2 separate regions of the Mus musculus genome follow, and region 2 is linked to region 1. A link is a contact called in public Hi-C data. All regions are on one chromosome and are shown on one strand. Each heading gives the region's core, a stretch centred on a gene start, on an enhancer-like site or on the middle of the called end of the contact. The rest is flanking DNA. Distances are from core to core; before and after follow the strand shown.

What was found. Hi-C and Micro-C count contacts between places; a contact is called where the count stands out from the background.
Region 2: a Hi-C map of cortical neurons shows a contact between it and region 1, with 1.8 times the contacts expected there. The contact joins the enhancer-like site here to the promoter of 4833422C13Rik in region 1. A contact is called at or near these places in 2 of 39 promoter capture datasets (the 3T3-L1 cell line and hippocampal neurons), 2 of 484 Hi-C or Micro-C datasets (cortical neurons and cumulus cells), 1 of 115 datasets of contacts at active chromatin or transcription factors (embryonic stem cells) and 3 of 9 other capture datasets (adipose tissue, liver and pancreatic islet).

Annotation. Positions count from the first base shown.
Region 1 is chr13:91,739,723-91,744,305 of GRCm38.p6, forward strand. 4833422C13Rik (RIKEN cDNA 4833422C13 gene) reads right to left here and starts at 2,150. Exons shown (of 2, transcript NR_015501.1): 1 at 1,700-2,150. Acot12 (acyl-CoA thioesterase 12) reads left to right here and starts at 1,799. Exons shown (of 15, transcript NM_028790.3): 1 at 1,799-1,938. The coding sequence starts at 1,809.
Region 2 is chr13:91,777,579-91,782,161 of GRCm38.p6, forward strand. Acot12 (acyl-CoA thioesterase 12) reads left to right here. Exons shown (of 15, transcript NM_028790.3): 12 at 3,609-3,742. Among named protein-coding and RNA genes, the nearest start is that of Zcchc9, 28 kb to the right of the region's middle. Within about 2 kb of position 2,558, at least 25 of the 459 cell types and tissues checked have an H3K27ac peak or open chromatin away from gene starts, as enhancers often do. A contact at or near this core is called in cortical neurons, where this site is marked.

The sequences.
Region 1 (4,583 bases), core at 900-3,399:
ACATGGTTAACAATTACCTAATCCACTGATTCCTAAATGGTGAGGATGGCCATTATAGAATATATATATATATATATATATATATATATATATATATATATATATATATATATGAACATTTCAGGCATTTTCCAATAGGGGCTACCTACCTCACATGATACAGATCCAGTCACATTGCCCTTGAATAAGTGGATGGCTATGAAAAGAGAACATCTTGCATACAACGCCTTTAATTGGCTTCAAAGTCACTTTTGGAGCCTGAAAATGTGATTCCTTCGGTACAGGTGCTTGCCTAACACTTGGGTGGCCCTGGGCTCACTTTTCCACCACTTCAAACACAGCCCTTGCCTGTAATCTCATACTGGGGAGGTCAGGCAAGTACAAATCCAGCCTGGGCTACATAAGCCCTTCTCTTTAAAAAAGACATTTTTATGCTTCTTATAAGATCTAACTTAATACTTCCCTGTTTTTATTTGTGCTTATATACTCTGAAACTGGCCAGATACAAAGGATCCTAAGAGCATCAACTCAGTACTTCTTTCTCTCTTCATTTATTAAATGTATATGTATTTACAGGGGAGGCCAACTCCCCAGAATTGGAGCTGGAGAGATGGATCACTGGCCAACAGCTCGCTTGGCTCTCAGTTCTGACAGCAGACAGCTCACAACTGCCTACAATTCCAGCTCATAACTGTCTATAATTCCAGCTCCAGGGCACTCCCATGCTCAGGTATGTATACCCACATACAGATAAATACATACACATACTTTAAAATAATAATTTCTAAAAAAAATCTTTAAAGACCCAGACTGTCTTTGATGCTCTCAGGCTGAGCTCGGTGGCCAGAGACCTAATGCTGAAAGTGCAGCAATATTCCCAGGCGTCAGTGAGGTCCCAGGACAGTCAGGAGGCCCTGGTTCCTGCCACCTCGTCCTGATGTTTTAGGTAGTACCAGACAAGCCACCTCACCCCTCCAGGCTTCCATTACTCCATCCTCAGATCCGAGAGCCACTGAAGGGTTTTGATCCCGTTTCCCCCAAAAGACCTGCTTTGTAAAGCCAGTGGCTGACACTCTACAAAGTATAGCACCTGCTAGCCTTGAGTGTGGGCCTCGAGTTCATATACAGTGTCCTAGATTTTTCTCCCATGAACGTTGGGGTGGGGGGACACTAGAAAACTCAGAATGTTGCCTTCTCTAGTTTTGGTGACTGATGCACTACACCCTCCAGCTCCTCGGGACGTTTGTTTTTCAGTTTGTTTGGCAGTGTAATCAGTTTCCTAACAAAATGATCTTTGGAGCCGCTGTAGTGTCCTAAGAACCTGTAGGTAGAGTTTAAACAAAGGCCGGAGCAGTAAGTGTTGCAATGTCTGTCAGGGGGAAAAAGGCCAACTACTAAACCAACCAAGCAACAAAAAACAGAAGCCAAGCTCTCTAAAACATTTCCACAGCAAAGGCTCTGCCCTCTCCGGAGAGCATGCAATCCCTTCTAAAGCTCCCTCCTCTGCCAAGGTCTTCTGATGATGACCATTGTCCTGCATTCTAGAAACACCTGTCTCTGCCCCATGCGTTTTGGAGCTAGGGCAGCGCTCCTGTTCTGCTCCGAGAGAGGCTGGCGTACTCTACTCCCTCACCCTCCTCGCCCTCCTCGCCCTCCTCGCGACAGTCCCCGGCTGACTCGTAGGACCCTGACCTCTCACCTCCTAAGCACCTGGCAGCGGGCGCGGGCAGCGCCCTTTGGAGCGGGGGCGGGCCCCAGGGGATCGGGATGGCCTGCTGCTGGCGTCTGGGGTTCTCTCAGCCAGGACGATGGAGTCGATGGTGGCGCCGGGTGAGGTGCTCATGAGCCAGGCCATCCAGCCGGCTCATGCCGACTCCCGCGGCGAGCTGAGCGCAGGGCAGCTGCTCAAGTGGATGGACACCACCGCTTGCCTGGCGGGTAGGTGCCGGCCCACGCGAGGGCACCGTCGGTCGGGGAGGGCTGCTGCTGGTGGCCAGGGAGGTGATACTGTCCGGGGATCCTGAAGGACTGGAGTGTCTGAAATTAGGGATGCGCTAGGCTGGCGTGGAAGCCAGAGAGAGCGTGGGAAAAGGAAGGAAGCAAAGTAAAGGGCAGTGTTCCCAGAGCTGAGAGCAGCCGCAGACAGGAATGACTAAGATAGCTGCTGACAGCGACCTAGACTAGTGGTTCTCACATGTTTATTTGGCTGGATTCCTTTCAACTCACAAAACAAAGTGAAGACATCCTCTCCCCGCCTCCACGCAAAGACTTTGCTATATAGATTGCGTATATCTGTACTTAACCATATTTAAAATTCTAAAGATAGAGTTTATTGACTAAGTAGAACTGAGGCTGGAAAAAGTGTTCACACTGCAAGCATGAAACCCCAATTCACTTTGTAGTCTCATAGGCGCGCGCGCGCGCGCGCGCACACACACACACACACACACACACACAAATGTGCACATGTTACTATATTTTCTTAACAAACAACTACATTATTTACTGCAACAGCAAAAGTGTTCTTGCACAACTGGTCAGAATTCATGCTTTTCATGATTTAAAAGCTTGATTGCTCCTTTGCCAGGTTCTCTTCTGTGTTCAGTTTACTACCATTTACTGTTAGGCAGGCAGGGGAAACTTGATATTCCTGAGAGAGAATGGGAGTAAGAAGGCCTGCTGGTATAATCCAGTTGCGAAGGGCTTGCCTAGCTTGCTTGAGGCCGGTGTGATTTCCATCCCAGCACTAAGCGTTGGGGGTGGTGGCACAAAATCATCTAATAAGGACTGAATGATGTCTCTCTCCATGCCATCTCTGAAGTTTGTATTTTGAAAGTGACAGCAAGTACCGTGGTGTGGCTGTGTCGTATAATCGAGGATTAAAGAGATGAGAAGAACACAACCTCATCTCAGGGCACTAAGTCTTTTAGATCTTAGAAGCACGTGACACGTGAGGCCGCAGCAAGAGCCGGCCTGCAAACCAGGAAGAGAGTTTTCACCAGTCTGGTGGACCTGACAGCCTTCAGAACTCTGAGAAACCGAATGTCTATTGTCCAAGCCACCCAGTCCATAATGCTGTGCTATGGCCACCCCAGAAAAGGCAGCTGCTCAGCATTGTTATGATTTATGATCTGACTGTGACCGACTTACGCCTAAAGATAAAAGAAAGGCCTGCTTTTAAAACCAGTGTGTTGTAATATAAATGGCTTTCTAACTAAAAGCCTAGGTTGAGCAGTACATGAATTTCCTGTGCCCATGCTGACTTCTCTCATCTTTGGACCAGTGATAGTCTTGGATACAAGCAAGCCTTGCCACGCTCCCTTCAGAAGAAAGTCTTTTGGTGTCCTAGTGCTATCTCGATTCCCTGGGATCTCTTATCTATGCACAGTGAACTTTCAATACATGAATCATATCTCTGATTCCCACTCAGGACCTCTCTGTATCTTCCCATCATCCCTGAGGTAAAACCCAAAGTCCCCCCATTTTTCACAGATGCTCTTGTAGTGGAGAACTCATTCTCTGAGGAGCCACATAGATAGACATGAGTTGATTCAGAGCCTAGCTTAGGACAGTAGACTGATTGGCTATAGGATGTTCCACCAGAGGCCATTAATACTAAGAATAAGTACAGCATTGTGTCTCACATACAAATAATCTCCATGGTAACTGCCTCCCCGCCAGACTGTCTGGTTGCGGCATTGGCAGCCTTCTGGGGTTTTTCTAGTGTTTGCCAAGCTTTTCTCCATAAGAAACTTTGTACCTGCTGTTCCTTCTTTGCCCATTCCCATGCCTTGCTCCTCAGTTTCAATGTCCTTTCTCCGTTTCCCCAGGTTCATGAGTCTCTGAAGTCCTGACCCTTGTGCTAAACTTCCACTGTCTGGTTCTTGCTCTGGGCAAAAATGTATTCAGATGAAAAACATTAGATCTGAGAGGAACTTTACATGTCATGTGTTCTAGTCACATTCTATATACTGAGCGCAACTCAAGTAAAGTTCAAAACATTATGGACCCCTGCTCTTCTTCTTGGATTAATACAGTACTAACTCTCACCTGTTAGTCATCCGTAAAATGTGGCTACATTTTCAATGACAGTCCTTTTGTTTTATTTGTTGATTTGTTCGGTTTCAGTCTTAACAAGATTTGAATTGGGTTAGAACAATGTTACAAGAAATCAGAAATATGTAAATAAAAGAATTACAGAAATCATTGATATTGCTGATAAGAATAATATCTATTTCCAAGGCACTGATTACAATTGGCATTAAGAGATTCTAATTTGACCTTTTGGGGAACTTAGATCACAGGAAGACTATAGGTAATCAATTATACTATGCTTTAGTAATTATATTGCCATTGGTAACTTCATAACTGGTAATGTTTTTCTAGCATTGTTTCAACCAGAGTTCTGTTGACCAGGGCTCTGTATACTTACATCTTCTAAGATAAATAATGCCCATGACCATGTCCTCAAGGCACTGCTAGATTCCAAAACATCTTTCTCAATATAAGAAAAGAATCGGACAGCTCAGATCACATAAGCATTAGGCCCGACAGCTGTCATCTACTCCGTATTCTTTCAGTCT
Region 2 (4,583 bases), core at 1,308-3,807, 38 kb after region 1:
CCAGAGGGTCTGCGGCACCCCACCCCAGCTCTCTTACAATGTAATTGGCCTTGAACCCAAGGTCTTCTTACATTTTCCTCCCAAGAACCTTGATCACTAGTGAGTACCACAGCCACTTTTTAAAAAAATTCTTATTTTCAATGTAATTGGATTTAAAGTCTATTTATAATAAAATCAGACAGCACTAAAGGTTTTAATCATATGTAATTGTCTATATATGTAAGGGTGGAAATAACTAGAAGTAATGTAAGAAGCAAAAGATAAATCTAGAAGCAGCATACGGGCACATGAAATTGCAGAAGAACAGGAGGCTATTCACCAACCAGTGGCATGTCATAGTGTTTAGCCCACAGACGACAGCTCTAACTTGATCAAATTAAAGTGCAGAAAGACAGAAACAGTTCAGCAAAGGAGCTCGGAGGTAGTGTCATGAGTGAAGATGAAGATGCTTTCTAGGCAGCTCAAAGCTTGAGTTGAGTCCTCTGGGAAAGAAATTACCATGAGGGGCATGGCCTGACAGGCATGGACTATCTTAAGTCTGAGAACAAAATGAAAATATAACAAGAACAAGAAAGACATGGATGCCTACCCCCAAAACAACCTGGTATAGGATGCAGAGCAGAGGGCATCTATCTCAAAGAAGCTGAAGGAGGGGACAGAATTGGCCCAGAGTCCACCTGGCTGCTCCAGCTCTTATCACCAATGGCAATCTCCTGGTGCCTCTATGGACTAGGCCTCTGCACAACATAGTTTCCTTTTCCTGTCTACAATGTAATCTCAAAAACAACATATCAGTTGAAACCAACAGTCTAAAATGCTTAATTATTTCTTTTCCTTGTAATCCCGACTGACATCCAGAGGTCGGAGCAGAGCATTGCTATGACGAAAGCGATCTACTAACAGGCGCTGGGCAGGCTTGCCTCACTGAGTCTGGAGCTACTTACATTTCATTTCATTCCAGTTACCGAAAACACTGGGGTTGGTAGTGCAAGGAGTCCATCTCCATGCCCATGAGCAAAGAGAAGCCATCTTCTTGGAGAATCTTCCCATGAAGCCAAGCTTCATGGATTGGTTACTGTCTGCTGCTGTGATCAGACAGCATGATCAAGACAGCTTCCAGAAGAAAATGTCTTATTGGGCTTATGTTCTGGAGAGTTAGTGTTCACAATGACAGAGCAAAGACATGGGGAGAGGTAGGTACAAAAGAGAGCTCACATCTCAGCCTCAAGCCGGAGGCAGAAAGAACACACTGGAAATGGCATAGGCTTTTAAAATCTTAAGCCCACCCCAGTGACACACCTTCTCCAACAAGACCATACTTCCTAATCCTTCCCAAACAGCCACCAACTGGAGACCAAGTATCTGGAGTCTTATGTGAAAGATCTCCTTCAAACCACCACAGTGGCTTTTCTTTGGAAAATTTAAAGAGAGCCAAAATGGACCACTGCCTTTCTTTGTCCCCTTTGCATCTGTGGCATTGGTTCAGGTAGCAGGAAAATGAGAAGGACTTCTCAGGGAAGGAATAGATGCCATTCATTCATCCACTATGGATCTTGGTGCTGGCTTAACCAGTGAGCTCCATCTATAAAAACAGAAGGTGGCTACTTCTTTTGGCTCAAGGATAAAATATATCTGCAAGCTGGAGGGCAACTTGCTAGAAAATTGCTGGTTTAATTTCCTAAGGTTGTCACAATGGAGGACTGGTCACTGGGTTACTGAAACAATAGGAATCTATAGGAGCTCCCTTGTGAAAACTGCTATCCTGAGATCAAGATGTAGGCACCCTGGTCACTTCTGAGGAGATGAGTACCTCACCTCTCACCCAGCTTCTAGAGCAGTGCTGGTCAATAGGCTCCTTGGCTTGCAGGTGCATCACTATCTTCATTTCCACATGGTGTCCTCCCTGTGTGCATGTCTGTGTCTAGCTTCCCTTCTCTATAAAAACATCAGTTATAGTGGGCCTACTGTATTGAGATACAACCTGTTAGGTGAATTATATTGGCAAAGACCCTATTGCCATATAAAGTCACATTACAAGGTATAAGAGGTTAGGACTCTATCATGGGATTGTGGGCAGGAGTGTGAAACTCCAAGCAACTGTATGGCCCAATAGCACAATCTGTCCCCACACCCTGATTCACCAAAGCAGGCAATCCCAAGGCAACTGTACGACCAGTTCCACTGGCTTGGCTGTGCATGGAGAGCCAGGTCTGGAGATACCTGGCCTTCAAGTTCCTCTCTGGATTTACACCAATAGATCTTCTTTAGGTTCTGTGCTGAAGGCAGCCAGGTGGAGTTCTACCTGGATTTGTTTGTATTCATCAAGTGCTCACAGGCTGGGCTAGGTCTTTCTTTTTAGACTGGAACTAAATAAAGATATACAAGGCTTGGAAGGGATGTGTTTACATAAGTGGGTAGTCACTTGTTTGCTGCCTAAGCTACTGTAGTTGTGATTTCTTGTTTCTTTAGTCTAGTAGCAAGGATGATATTATGTTTAGACACAGATATATGATTCAATAGAGGCCAGCTCTTCACAGCTTGATTTCTTTCCAACTGCCTGATTCCTGTGGTTGGAGTCCTAACCTCATGTTTGTCTTCTCACAGCCTGTTGTCATGGTAATGATTATAAGATAGAAATTTTCAACACTAACTTCAAAACACCCTGAAAGAAGTGGAGAAAATGAGCAGAATAAAAATGTGCTCTTGGTGGAACACATAGTTCTGATAATTAGAATGAAGAGGAGGAGGAAGAGGGAGAGGAGGAGGAGGAAGAGGAAGAGGAGGAGGAGGAAGAGGAAGAGGAGGAAGAAGAGGAGGGAGAGGAGGAGGAAGAAGAGGAAGAGGAGGAAGAAGAGGAGGGAGAGGAGGAGGAGGAAGAAGAGGAGGGAGAGGAGGAGGAAGAAGAGGAGGAGGAAGAAGAGGAGGAGGAGGGAGAGGAGGAGGAAGAAGAGGAGGAGGAGGGAGAGGAGGAGGAGAAGGAGAAAGCTCAGAGCCACAGAAATGGCATTAGTGTTTTATTATATGTCGAGTGACTACTGCTTATCTAACAGATATTACATATTAGAATTTGGACTTGGGATTCAGAAAGCAAATAACACTAAAGAAGTATGTTCTGTGGGTCCTTCTGAGAAATTGTTTGTCCTAGAGATAGTTGGTTTGTTTCCTGGGTTCCTTTAGTCCACTCGAAGGCATGCTGATATTCTGGGAGAGCACTGCCATCCAGTCTTAGGGTAAATGGGACATGGATCGGTGTAACATCCTGTGCTATTCTCTGTCTTTAGTGTGTGGAAGCAGGAAATATCACAGAAAGCAAGAGAGAAAAGCTTTTGTTCTTTATTTTTCATTAACAACAACAAAACATGATGCAAATTAACTAGCCCATGTATTATTTGGATGTCACAGAACTAGCATCCAAGATTGAAGTGAGATTGTTGTTGACCACATAGATGCCTTACTTGGTACAGGCAAGGATGTATGACTGCCCATTCATGTGTGTGCATAAATGTGTGTGTGTGTGTGTGTGTGTGTGTGTGTGTGTGTGTGTTTGTGTTGTGTCTTTAAAGTAAACAATATTTTTTTCTCTTCTAATTTTTCTTCCTATCTTTTAGATAAAAATATATACCCTGGAGGAGCAAGATGCCATATCTGTTAAGGTTGAAAAGCTTGTGGGCAGTCCAGCCCACATAGCTTATCATCTCTTGTCTGACCTCACAAAGCGACCTTTATGGGACCCCCATTACATGTAAGAACAAATTTAAATGTCTTTTTTAAATCAAGCCTGGCATTGTGGGAAAGATAACTTCAATTGTAGTTCTCCACTGCTTGATACATGGTGTATTGTTTCAGAAATGTAGAGAAGTTTTAGAGCTTGTTCTGCCTAAACTGCTTCATGAGACTTAAAAGAAAAACAATTATTACACTCATCTGTTTCTCATCTGTATTGAGTTAGCATTGGTGGTCCACATCTGTTGTGATATCACTGACAACCTCAAAGCTGATTTTGTTCCTGTTTCTGAGATCCAGCTCAGCCAGGCTCTGTAGCACACACTCTTTTGCTTTACTCCCTGGCCTCATTGCTTCTGAGGAGGTATCCAAAATCTTCCCAGAACCCTCTTCCTGCCAAGTCATGAGTCTCAGTGAGACGCTGCTGAGCTAGCATGAGTCCTGGGGGAAGATGATGCTTGCTGCTCCCCTGTGTGATCAGTCATACCCTGCTCCCATTCCCCTGCATCTGCACATGTAAACACTTTAGATGAAGGGTGGTGTGTGTGTGTGTGTGTGTGTGTGTGTTAGAGAGTTGTGTCAGCATCAAGCAAAAACAGATTCCTTTTACTTGGTTCTTTAAATCGTATAGCAAATATCAACATACCATTTGTATTACAGAAGTGATATAGAGATGACTTAGAGCATACTGAAGGATATGCATATGTTATAATAAAAGTACTGTGTCACTGTATGAAAGGGACTTGAGCACCAAAGGTCTTGGTGTTGCCACATGTCCTAGGGATGGCTATGGAGCTCTGAGCCTTGTATGCTATATTTTGCAGTGACAGACTACACTCAGGCCTAGCTTCCTAGGATAC